Linked DNA regions of Mus musculus: all the other regions are linked to region 1. Evidence: chromatin contacts called from public Hi-C data. All regions are on one chromosome and are shown on one strand. Each heading gives the region's core, a stretch centred on a gene start, on an enhancer-like site or on the middle of the called end of the contact. The rest is flanking DNA. Distances are from core to core; before and after follow the strand shown.

Region 1 (3,233 bases), core at 302-2,801:
AAAGGCTTTAAAAAATAACACTGGCCACAAAGCTTAATATGAGATTCTGGGGATGTCGCTTTAAGTAGGCTTGCTCCCCATTTTTTTAAGTGAAGAGACAGAGGATAACAGGGTTAAGGGAACTTTTACTAGGAGATGAGTTTGCAACATGCATGCACTGTGCCTTAAAAATCTCTTCACTTGCTTGCCACCATGCCTTCTCTCTCTCTCTCTTTCTCTCTATCTCTCTCTCTCTCTCTCTCTATCTATCTGTCTTTCTGTGTGTGTGTGTGTGTGTGTGTGTGTGTGTGTGTGTGTGTGTGCGTGCGCATGCATGCACATGTGCTTGTGCAGGCATGTGTGAGCTTATGTATGTGTGTGTAGAAGCTAAGGCAAGAGGTAGACTTCCTGTGAATTCCTCCCTACCTTATTTTGGAAACAAGGTCTCTCACTGAATCTGTGACTTATGGTTTTGGCTATAATGGCTAGCAAGCCCCAGGAATCTTTTTTAATCTCTTCCAGTCTCTGCCTCCCCGGTACTGGGATTCCAGCTATGTATTTTACCTGGCTGAGATCTGCACCCAGGCCCTCAGGCTTGTGGGGCAAGCACTTCATCAACTGGTTTATCCCTCTGTACCTCTCACCTCCTCTTCCAACCTTGGCTTTATAGAGAGATTTAAAAATAAGACCTGCATTTTTCTGTTCTGACCCAAACATGCTGGGTTGCACACTTGAGGATGGAGTCCTTCTTGGGGCCATGAGTCCGTTCATTGCTTATGGGGTTTCCTCATTCTTGGGGGTCTGAGATTAGAGACCATCACAGCATCTGGTTGGTAACTGTACAATCATCTGGAGACTTCGTTGTACAGAACAGAGGTTCTTAAAGGACAGTCCCTGATCCCGCTGCATCCAGAACTGCAGATCCCCCAGCTCTTTGTAAATCTGCTACACTGGCACTGGGTATACCTGGTTGAATCACCTACATATTAACAAGCTGTAAGGGTGGGTGGTGCTAACTCGAACCAGTGTCCTCCTAGTTTGTGCTCTGTCACTCTCAGCAACCCCTAAATTATCCTCAGCACACCCAAGAGACCGCACAGAAAGATGCAGGACCCTAGACATAGCCTCCTCCTTCTATGTCTAGAACTGCAAACCTATCAGCAATGGCAGATGGATGGAGGGCATCCTTCCTGAAAGATACACTTGTCAGAGAGTGTTCTGCCTGCCTTGAGATGAGTGAGAGCACTTCCAGCTCTAGGTTCTGTTCCTGGCTCCTCCTGGGACAGAGTTCCTGGCTGGCAGATCCTAGCTCCTAAATCTCCACTGTTTTTCTCTTTATGGCTGTTCCCCTCCCACTCCTAGAAGCCTTCTGACTTAGGGAACACTTGTCCAAGCCCCCCCACCCCCACCCCAAACATGTGATTCCAATTATTAGCACCTTGTAGTTGGGATCCTTGCTTGGGAAATATCTTTGTTCTCTCAAAGTTCAGGAAACCGGAGGGGGGCAGGAAGACTGAAGGAGCTCTGCTTTCAGCCTATTCGTTGGTTCCTAGAAGAACAAAGCTCGAGTGTGGGGAAGGCGCTTTGATCCCAGACAATGAGAGCGGCTGGATTAAGTGTTTGGAGAGACCAGACAGCTCTGGCACAAAACAGATCAGTTACTTCTTTCTCTCTTTTTTTCTTAAAGATCCAATTCATGTTCTGGAAATAACAGTAACAAAAAGAGCTGAATGTTTTGAAAGAGAGTTCTTCTACCCTTGAGTTATCCCAGGCAAGTGAAGATTGTGTGTTCCCTAGCAAGCTCAGTTCCTGGATGGGAGGTGCCTTGATAGCAGGCAGCCTGTATACTGGGACAGCACATGACATTCAAAGTTCCCCAGGGATTCTGAGGACACAGAATGGCAGCTGGGGCTGAAAAATGCTGGAGGCTAGAAGGGACCTTGGGGAACTTGCCCATGTGTGTTCAAGATAGCTGCTAGGCACAGAAAACAATGCGTTTAAAAATAAGCATAATAAAATAAACATTCCCAGGGCCTGGAAGATGGCTCAGTAGGTAGAGGTGCTTACTCCGAGGCTGATGACAAGTTAGCTCCCCATCACCCGGATGACAGGAGGAAGAGCATTGACTCCTGAGAGCTATTCTCTTACCTCCATGTATGTGCTGTGGCATGTTCACACCCACTTACAACACACACAAGCACACACACACACACACACACACACACACACACACACAGAGAGAGAGAGATTGAGAGAGAGAGAGAGAGAGAATAAATGTAATGAAAAAGTTAAACATCTCTGCACAGAACACTTACAGCATAGGCATGTTGTATAACAAAGAATCTTTGTTATTCTGAGATCTCTATTTCCCCACAGGATTCATGGCAATGATAATCATACACATGGTGTGGTCTTTGTTGATATCCCATATTTCAGATGAGAAATATCAAGGCCCAGATAGGCTAGTAAATTATCTAAGTCACAGAATTAAGTGTCAGACATAGAAGGTAAACCCAGGTATCCTCGCTCCTGGCACATGCTCTTCATTACAGAAAAGAGTCCCAGTCAATAACTGTCCTAGACTCTTTGAGGTAATAAGGCAGCGGTTTTCTGAGTGTGCAGGACACTGTCTCCACCATAACTACTTTTACTTAAGATAAATTGAACACAGTGTGACAAGGGCTAATTGGCTGGGATGGCAGCGTATAGGTATTCCAAGGAGAGAACCTGCAGGTCTGAGCTGCCAGATGGCCAGGCAGAGGCAGCCTTTCTTCACAGATAATGTGATACTTGAGTTCTGTGCTCAGAAGTACCAAGGGTGGAGAAGAGAGAAAAGGGGATCAGGTTGAGAAGTGTGCTCGCTGTATGCAGACATCAGAATGTGAGTGGGATGAATGGGAATGGGGGTTCAAGGATCCTTTTGATTTCTAGGGTTTCAATTCTGGCCTCTCAATGACTACTGCCTTTAAAGAAGCCTGAAGTGTTTGCTATGCCAGATGATGGAGGGAGAATGAGAAGTAAACAGTCCTGCGGAGGATCTCAGCCCAGATTCTGGGTTATGAGCAAAGTCACCCACAGAAAGCAGACACCCAGCCACTAGGGGTCTCCGTTTGCTGCCCATTTCTTCTACACAACTTGAACTGTGGAAGACTGAATTTCTCAGAATGCCCTCATGACCATTGGCTTGCGTGCTTCATGCTCCTTAGCTGTCCAAGTATGACCACTCCCATTTGTGATGCCCACGTTGTACCTGC
Region 2 (3,233 bases), core at 510-3,009, 470 kb before region 1:
CAGGAGTGGGGAAGAAAGCCTCCCCCTGCAAACACCAAAGAGATGGAGGTAATACAGCTATCAGTAGACCGGAGAACTGGGTCATCTTTGCTAATAGTGTATTCCATGTCTCGGTGGGAAAGCTTATCCTGCCTAGCAGGCATCTTGCTACACAGAGTCAGAGTGGAACCCAGCATTTTTTGTTGCCTCTCATGGCAAAACCTCTAGGTGGACCTTTAAGATGTCGTTTCAAAAACACCTTGTGCACCAAAGGTTTATTCTAACACTCAGCCCAAGGCCAGGCATGGAGACCTGTACAGGGGATGAGGAAGCCCTGGCAGGTAAGAACTTTGGAAGAGGTTAGGTCTGGCTCTGAATCCTTGCACTTAACAAGCGATGGGCTTTGTGGGCAACTGTCTGTCTCTTGATGAGAAAGTTTTGTATTTCTTTTTTTTTTAAATCAATAAAATGCAGATGATAAGGTCTGTCTCACAGGGAAGCCGTGAGACCTGAGCTGTGTACCGTAAGTTAAAGTGCTTAGCAAGCACCTGCTCTACTGCAACAGCCACTAAATGGTAGCTATTATTATCAATAATAAATGCAGGCTGAAGGAATGCAGAAATGAATGAATGTCTTTGCAACATTCAGCCAAATGGGCACGACTTCCTTTCTCCCTCCCTCGCTCCCATCCTGGCTCAGGTAATAATATATACACAAGGGTCAAGCTAAGCCATCCACCATTTGTAGTTTTTTTTTTTTTTTTTCCGATAAGAGATCACAGCTACGAGGCTCCCTGGTCCTGGGATGGATTAAAAGCACCCCATTCTGCTTTGCCACAAAACTTCTTCACAAGTCTGTGTCCCTCCCCCGCACACCCCAACTCCTCTCGAGCTCTGTGTGTGCCCAGGAAAATGGAGGCACACCTGTGCTAGCAGCCTGCCGAGAGGCATTTTCTTCCCCTCTGTTGCCTGGGCGATTCTGACTACACACCTGCAAAAGAGCCTTCTTTTCCTCCCCAGCTCCAAATCAAAGTGAGTCTTCACTCTCCAAGCTGCCTGCAGAGGGAGCACACACAGGGAGGACTTGAAGAGAGCAGAACAATTAGACACGGGAGCTGGCCCCTCTCTGAGGCTGAAGCTGTTTTTAGCTCTGCCTCTCAGGCAGACAGGCCTGGCCTTGGGGGTCTGGGCCCAGCCTGATGAATTAAGGACAACAGAAGTCTGTTGGCTTAGGAGAGGTTCTCCTTATAAGGGGCTGAGCAGGGAGGTTCTCCCTTTGTTTTTCCGTTTCTCTGTAATGACAGGGCTCCCCAACACACCTACACTGCCTGCCTCTGTTCAAATGTTCTTAGTCAAACAACCCAGTGTAACCAACAATACCAATAAACTCTCCCCACCACATGCTTTTAGTGGGAAACAAAAAAAAAGACACGTTCTGGAATCCAAAACTGCATGTCAATCTGATGATTTGGAACTGTGGATGAAGAAGGAATTTGGAGCAGGGGCAGGATTCCAGATGCTTCCAGGAAGAGAAAAAAGGTTTCTTCAAAGGTCTGGGTCAGTTTCGGGTGTGCAGTCAGGAGATCCTGGGGTAGGGTGGGAGGAGTGGGGGTGTCTAGCAGGCTGCAGGTGAGTTTTGCTTTTTATGCAAGAGGGACCCTTTCTGGAGGCAAATGGGCTCCAGGCTGCCATTATCTGTTGGAAAAAATAGCTCTGGATTTGGATCTAAGGAAGACTATAAACGAGGAGCGCAGAGACTTGCTTTCCAGCCTTGTGGGAGTCCGGGTAGTTTTAAATGAAGGGCAGATGCAGCCTTGGGCTAGATTCTACCTCCCTCGGTCCTGCAGTAACCTTATTAAAGAATAAAAATAAAGGCAGGAGTTTTATGATGACGAAGAAGAAAAGGCAGGGCCAGGCAGCTTCTCCAGCAAGGGGTGGGAGTGGGCTCTGGGATGTGCGGGAAGGATATGGGTTGGGTCTCTCTGTCTAAGGTGCAGAGATGAGGGGAGGGGCTATGGACAGATCCAGAGGCCATGGGCTGACTGTCCAGGCTGGGTTTGGGGGGCAGGAGGCAGGGTTGTCCTTCTGAGGGCTGGTCTCTTGGCCAGGCCAATTGCTTTCTTTGTTTCCTAAGGGAAAACAGCACCTGGCTCCTGGGAGAGGCCTACACCAATTTGCTGGTCCCCTAAAGGAAAGCTAGCTGCTGTTTGTAGTGTGGGCTCTTTAGCATTAGAGTTTTGTGAGAAACCCCAGATTGAGTGAAAACCATGTTGACACTCTCGGCTCTTGGAACAGTGCACACCACTCCACTCTGTGCGTCCTGTCCTTTTGTAATGGGGCTGCCCCCACTGCTTTGGATCTTGGTCCTGAGAAAGAACAGAGCTGAAGTGTTTGGACACTGGCCTGCAGTACAGATGGCCTGGAGCTGTGGGCCAGGGGTTAGTGTGAGCCCAGGGGCAGAACAAGAGTGAGGAAGAACCACATGACTATCATGACTAGAAAGACTCATGGAGCCCCCAGCTCCTTGGGAGTGGGTGTACAGGACCAGGCTTGAGGCCGGGGAGGGATGGGGGCCAGTGAAGAGCTGTGCTGCTGGATTCTGGGCTGGGAAAGTGAGGCAGGGCACAGGAGGAAGACTCTTCTTTGATGGACACAGATTATCCCAGGCTGCTGAGATGGGCTTCATGACGTAAGAGTAGGGGCCAAGTTAGAGGCCTTCAGCCAGGCTGGAGGAACATGAAGACAAGGGGCATTTATTCAGGTGTGTAGTGGAGTGTGTTGGCAGCGTTTCCTTGTCTTTGGATATAGCCTCCCAATCCTCCCTCTCTGACTCCAGTCTTCCTGGTTGTATCCTCTTTTGCTTGGTCTGTATAAGCCACAAACCTTACTGTGCTTCTGTCCTGCCCTTGGGTTTTCCCCAGGGCTCCCAACTACTCGAGAATAGCATCCAAACCCTTTACTGCCTTCTGCAAAGCTGTCTGCAGTCTTGAACTTGCTCTCTTTTGCTTCTCTCCATCCTGGGGCAAATGACTACTTATTCTCCGAACTATTGGTTTGTCTGCTCCAATCCTCAGCCTCTCTTCAAGGTAGGCAAGGGATTGACTTACAATTCCCATCTTTCAAACGGCTTCAATTCTCTCAGGACCCCGTGCTTTTGTCTGAGGTCTTGCTCTGCCCTTTGCAGAATATGAACCTGCCTGTGTGTTAGGACAGCTGAGCAAGGGTGGGAGACCCCTTGGAGCCACTCTCTGTCAG
Region 3 (3,233 bases), core at 239-2,738, 370 kb before region 1:
ATCCCAAGAGCTTCCTTTCGCTCATAAAAACACAAATGAAAAGTACAGATGTGACCTTTCAAGGATGACACTTGAGATCTGAAGGAGCCAAGTCAAGCAACAGGAAGACGCCCACTGGAGCTTTTGAAAACTGAGGCTACGGTGCAGGCATGTTCAGAAGCCATGCTTATCCCCGTAGTTCCGTGAGGTGCACAAAGCAGTATGGTTATCTCTACCAAGATTTGCAGTCTCCACCTTTTCCTGGGTCCCCTCTCATGGCAAATAGCTGCTTCAGTTGCCACCACTAAAGCATTTTGTTACTTGTAAGTTCAGGTTTTATGATTCTAACTAAAATTTCAGACTTCCTCTGGAGACCCTGGCATCTCAGAGTACCTGGGGGACCTGAGAACTGGTTGACAAATGACTGAAAAAGTCAGAGGAATGCAGAGCCTCAGTGGGAAACGGAAGGATGCTCCTGAAAGAGGTAGAAAAAGCAGAGACTATTTAAGTTCTAAACACAGTGAGCCACTTCCCTCTCCACCTCATTCCTCTATCCTCCTTCTCTCACCCTCCCTTTTCCTGTTTTCCTTCCATCCTTTTTTCCTTCTTTTATTTCTGGCCAATAGGAGGAGCCCAGGCCAGGAGATAGGCGTCCTAATAAGCTATGCTTCCAGCTTAGCATTATGTTGCACCCTCAGGTTGCAGCAGGAAATGACACATGGTCCCTTTGCATGACATGATATTCTGAAGCTCTCTGTCCAGTTTGAGTGGGAAGGGTGTGTTCAGCAGCCAATAACTGTGCACATAGGAGTCACTGTGCACATAGGAGTCACTGTGCAGACACCCTGCTTTACATCCAATAGCTACAAAAGAAGCCCCTGGGCTAAGAACTGTAAGATCCACTGTGCAGAGAAGCAAAGGGGTCACAGAGGGGTACAGAGCAAAGGTCCTGGGTCAGCAATAAGGTATGTGAACTCAGGGCCAGGAGACAGCAGAGTGGGTGGGACCGAGTAAGTTGGAAGACACCGGTGCTGAGAATGGGGTCTAGGTTAGGAAGGCAGCGAGTGGTGCTGTGGTAGAGCAAGTGGTGAAAGATTTGCTCAGACACTCATGTACACCTATGGAATCCTAAGTAGATGCTCGTGAATGACCTAAGAAGGCACTGTCTCCCTGAGTGGAGAAAGAACTTAAGGGACAGAGGAGACATGTGTTGGAGGATGCCCCTAAGGTCACAGAAGCTGAGTGGGAGAAGGGCGAGAATGGGAAGAGGAAGAGAGGAAAGAAGACTGGTTGGGAGCTCCAAGTCCTGGATTCCGCTGTTGGCCAATGCAGGGATCTGGTCCTCAGTTTCCCCATCTATCAAAAGGAACTATTCTCAAACACTCTCTCTGTTCTGAGAGCCCTGGAAGGTCTGTGTGCTCCAGGATCTTCAAGCTCTTCCGAGGTCTGTGCCTGTTTGCTTTGCCCATTACAGTGGAGAAACCCTCACTGAAAAAGAATTTATAAATACACTCTGCTTTTTGACTTGGAGACATTTTTATTTTTTTTCCAACTTTCCAAAGTTCTGTTAATAGTTTAAGTGTGTGACTATCTTCCATCCTTGCTTCTTGGTGGGAGGTGGTGGGTGAGGGTGTTACGTTATTAATAAAATAGGAATACATTAGAGTATTTATTTTCATGTAACTTATGCAGGAAACATGATCTTTTGTGAAGCTTTTTTTGGGGGTGGGGCCTCAAACCTCTGGAAGCTCTAGATAAAGCTGAGGTCTTAGTTTGCAACAAAGCTCTTGACCCCTTGTGGTTTTTGGTTCTGTTTACTCTTGGCAAATATTTCGGGTTCAAAGGGAGATGCCTTAAAAGCTGTACTGGAAAAGTCTATAAAATCTGAACGCATCTTTGACATCAAAAAGCTCTTTCAAAGCCGCGGTTTGGTGGAGTAAATAGGAATGCCTCACAAACCATATGGGATGCATTTTCCATAACTGCTCTGCACTTGAATAACAAAGGAGAAAAGTTCTTGGCAAAGGGAGTCTGGGATTTTAATGACCCTTAAATATTTGGCTTCCTAGCCAGATGTGTTTTACCAGGCTGAAAACCCCGGTGGATAGACCCTGCCTCTCTCTCTGGCAAAACATAAGCTAACAGGGTGCCGCTGTTTGTGAAAAGATGTTTGCGCTTCATTGCAGAAAGCTTAATTCACCATGATTTCCTTAATTATCTACCCCTCCTCCAAACTGGCAGAACTCCCAGCATGCCTCAGAGCATCCATTCCGTTCCGTTCTGATCTGAGACTACAAGCTATTTGCGAGGAAGCCACAGAAACATCCCTACTTATTTGAAGTTGGGACCAAAGAGTTGAGACACAGATTGGGTTGGTTCTCCTTGAAGGACGTGGAGCAGGGTGGGTAGCTCAGACTCGTCTTGAGCGGCTATTCTTACCCTGACTGGAGGAGCTAAGGCAGTTCCTGCATGCTTTAAGATAAAACACGACAACACCCAGCCTGGGCTCTTCCCATCAAGTTTAGTTTCTGATTAGGAAGGAGCTCACCTGTTCTATAGATGAGTACTATAGACTATGAGTACATAGTACTCCGAGGGAGTACTAAGACTCCCTCAGAGTCATTTGGGAAGTCCATGCCTGGCTGCTTCGGGTGCCTTCCTGTTATTCGATACATTTGTGCTTGGGTGTATTAGTGGCTTTATCTCCTTCTGTGACAGAATACTTGACGAAACCAACTTAAAGGAGGAGCAACTTAGTTGGGTCTGCAGTCCTAGGTGAGAAAGTCAAGATGGCAGGAGCTTGTGGCAGCTCCCTGCATTGTATCCCCAGTCAGGGAGCAGAGAGTACTGAATGCTGTTGCTTAGTCGCCTTTGCCCCAGCCCCCTCCCACCCCTGCTTTTTAGGAGATCCCAGCTCATGGAATGGGGCTTCTCATTTAACCAGCCTAGAAACTTCTCCACAGACACACTTAGATATTTAGTTCTAGCTGGCAGTCAAGATTAACAGTTGATGGTCAGTGGTCCTCATCTCTACAGCAACCCAGAACTACTGTGCCTCTCATGTACTGACAGGTAGGTTGCTATCCCCGCAAAAGCTTCCCCGATAAGAGATAGACAGCTGCCGTTTCAGAAGGGGTGGAACCACAACCCAAAGACCAGGAAGCTGATGTCCAGTAGATATCAGAACCAAGACTAGGACCTACCCAAGTCATCAACAGTGTGGGTCCTTACTGGCTTGCTTACAAAACTAGGAC

The links. A called contact is a pair of places that touch in the nucleus more often than the background predicts.
Region 2: a Hi-C map of uterus shows a contact between it and region 1. The contact joins two enhancer-like sites. A contact is called at or near these places in 4 of 484 Hi-C or Micro-C datasets (cerebral cortex and uterus).
Region 3: a Hi-C map of uterus shows a contact between it and region 1, with 2.1 times the contacts expected there. The contact joins two enhancer-like sites. A contact is called at or near these places in 5 of 484 Hi-C or Micro-C datasets (nephron progenitors and uterus).

What each region holds. Positions count from the first base shown.
Region 1 is chr8:103,441,234-103,444,466 of GRCm38.p6, reverse strand. No RefSeq gene overlaps it. Among named protein-coding and RNA genes, the nearest start is that of 1600027J07Rik, 95 kb to the right of the region's middle. Within about 2 kb of position 1,551, at least 28 of the 459 cell types and tissues checked have an H3K27ac peak or open chromatin away from gene starts, as enhancers often do. A contact at or near this core is called in uterus, where this site is marked.
Region 2 is chr8:103,912,302-103,915,534 of GRCm38.p6, reverse strand. No RefSeq gene overlaps it. Among named protein-coding and RNA genes, the nearest start is that of Gm32728, 120 kb to the left of the region's middle. Within about 2 kb of position 1,759, at least 39 of the 459 cell types and tissues checked have an H3K27ac peak or open chromatin away from gene starts, as enhancers often do. A contact at or near this core is called in uterus, where this site is marked.
Region 3 is chr8:103,813,021-103,816,253 of GRCm38.p6, reverse strand. No RefSeq gene overlaps it. Among named protein-coding and RNA genes, the nearest start is that of Gm39235, 92 kb to the right of the region's middle. Within about 2 kb of position 1,488, at least 39 of the 459 cell types and tissues checked have an H3K27ac peak or open chromatin away from gene starts, as enhancers often do. A contact at or near this core is called in uterus, where this site is marked.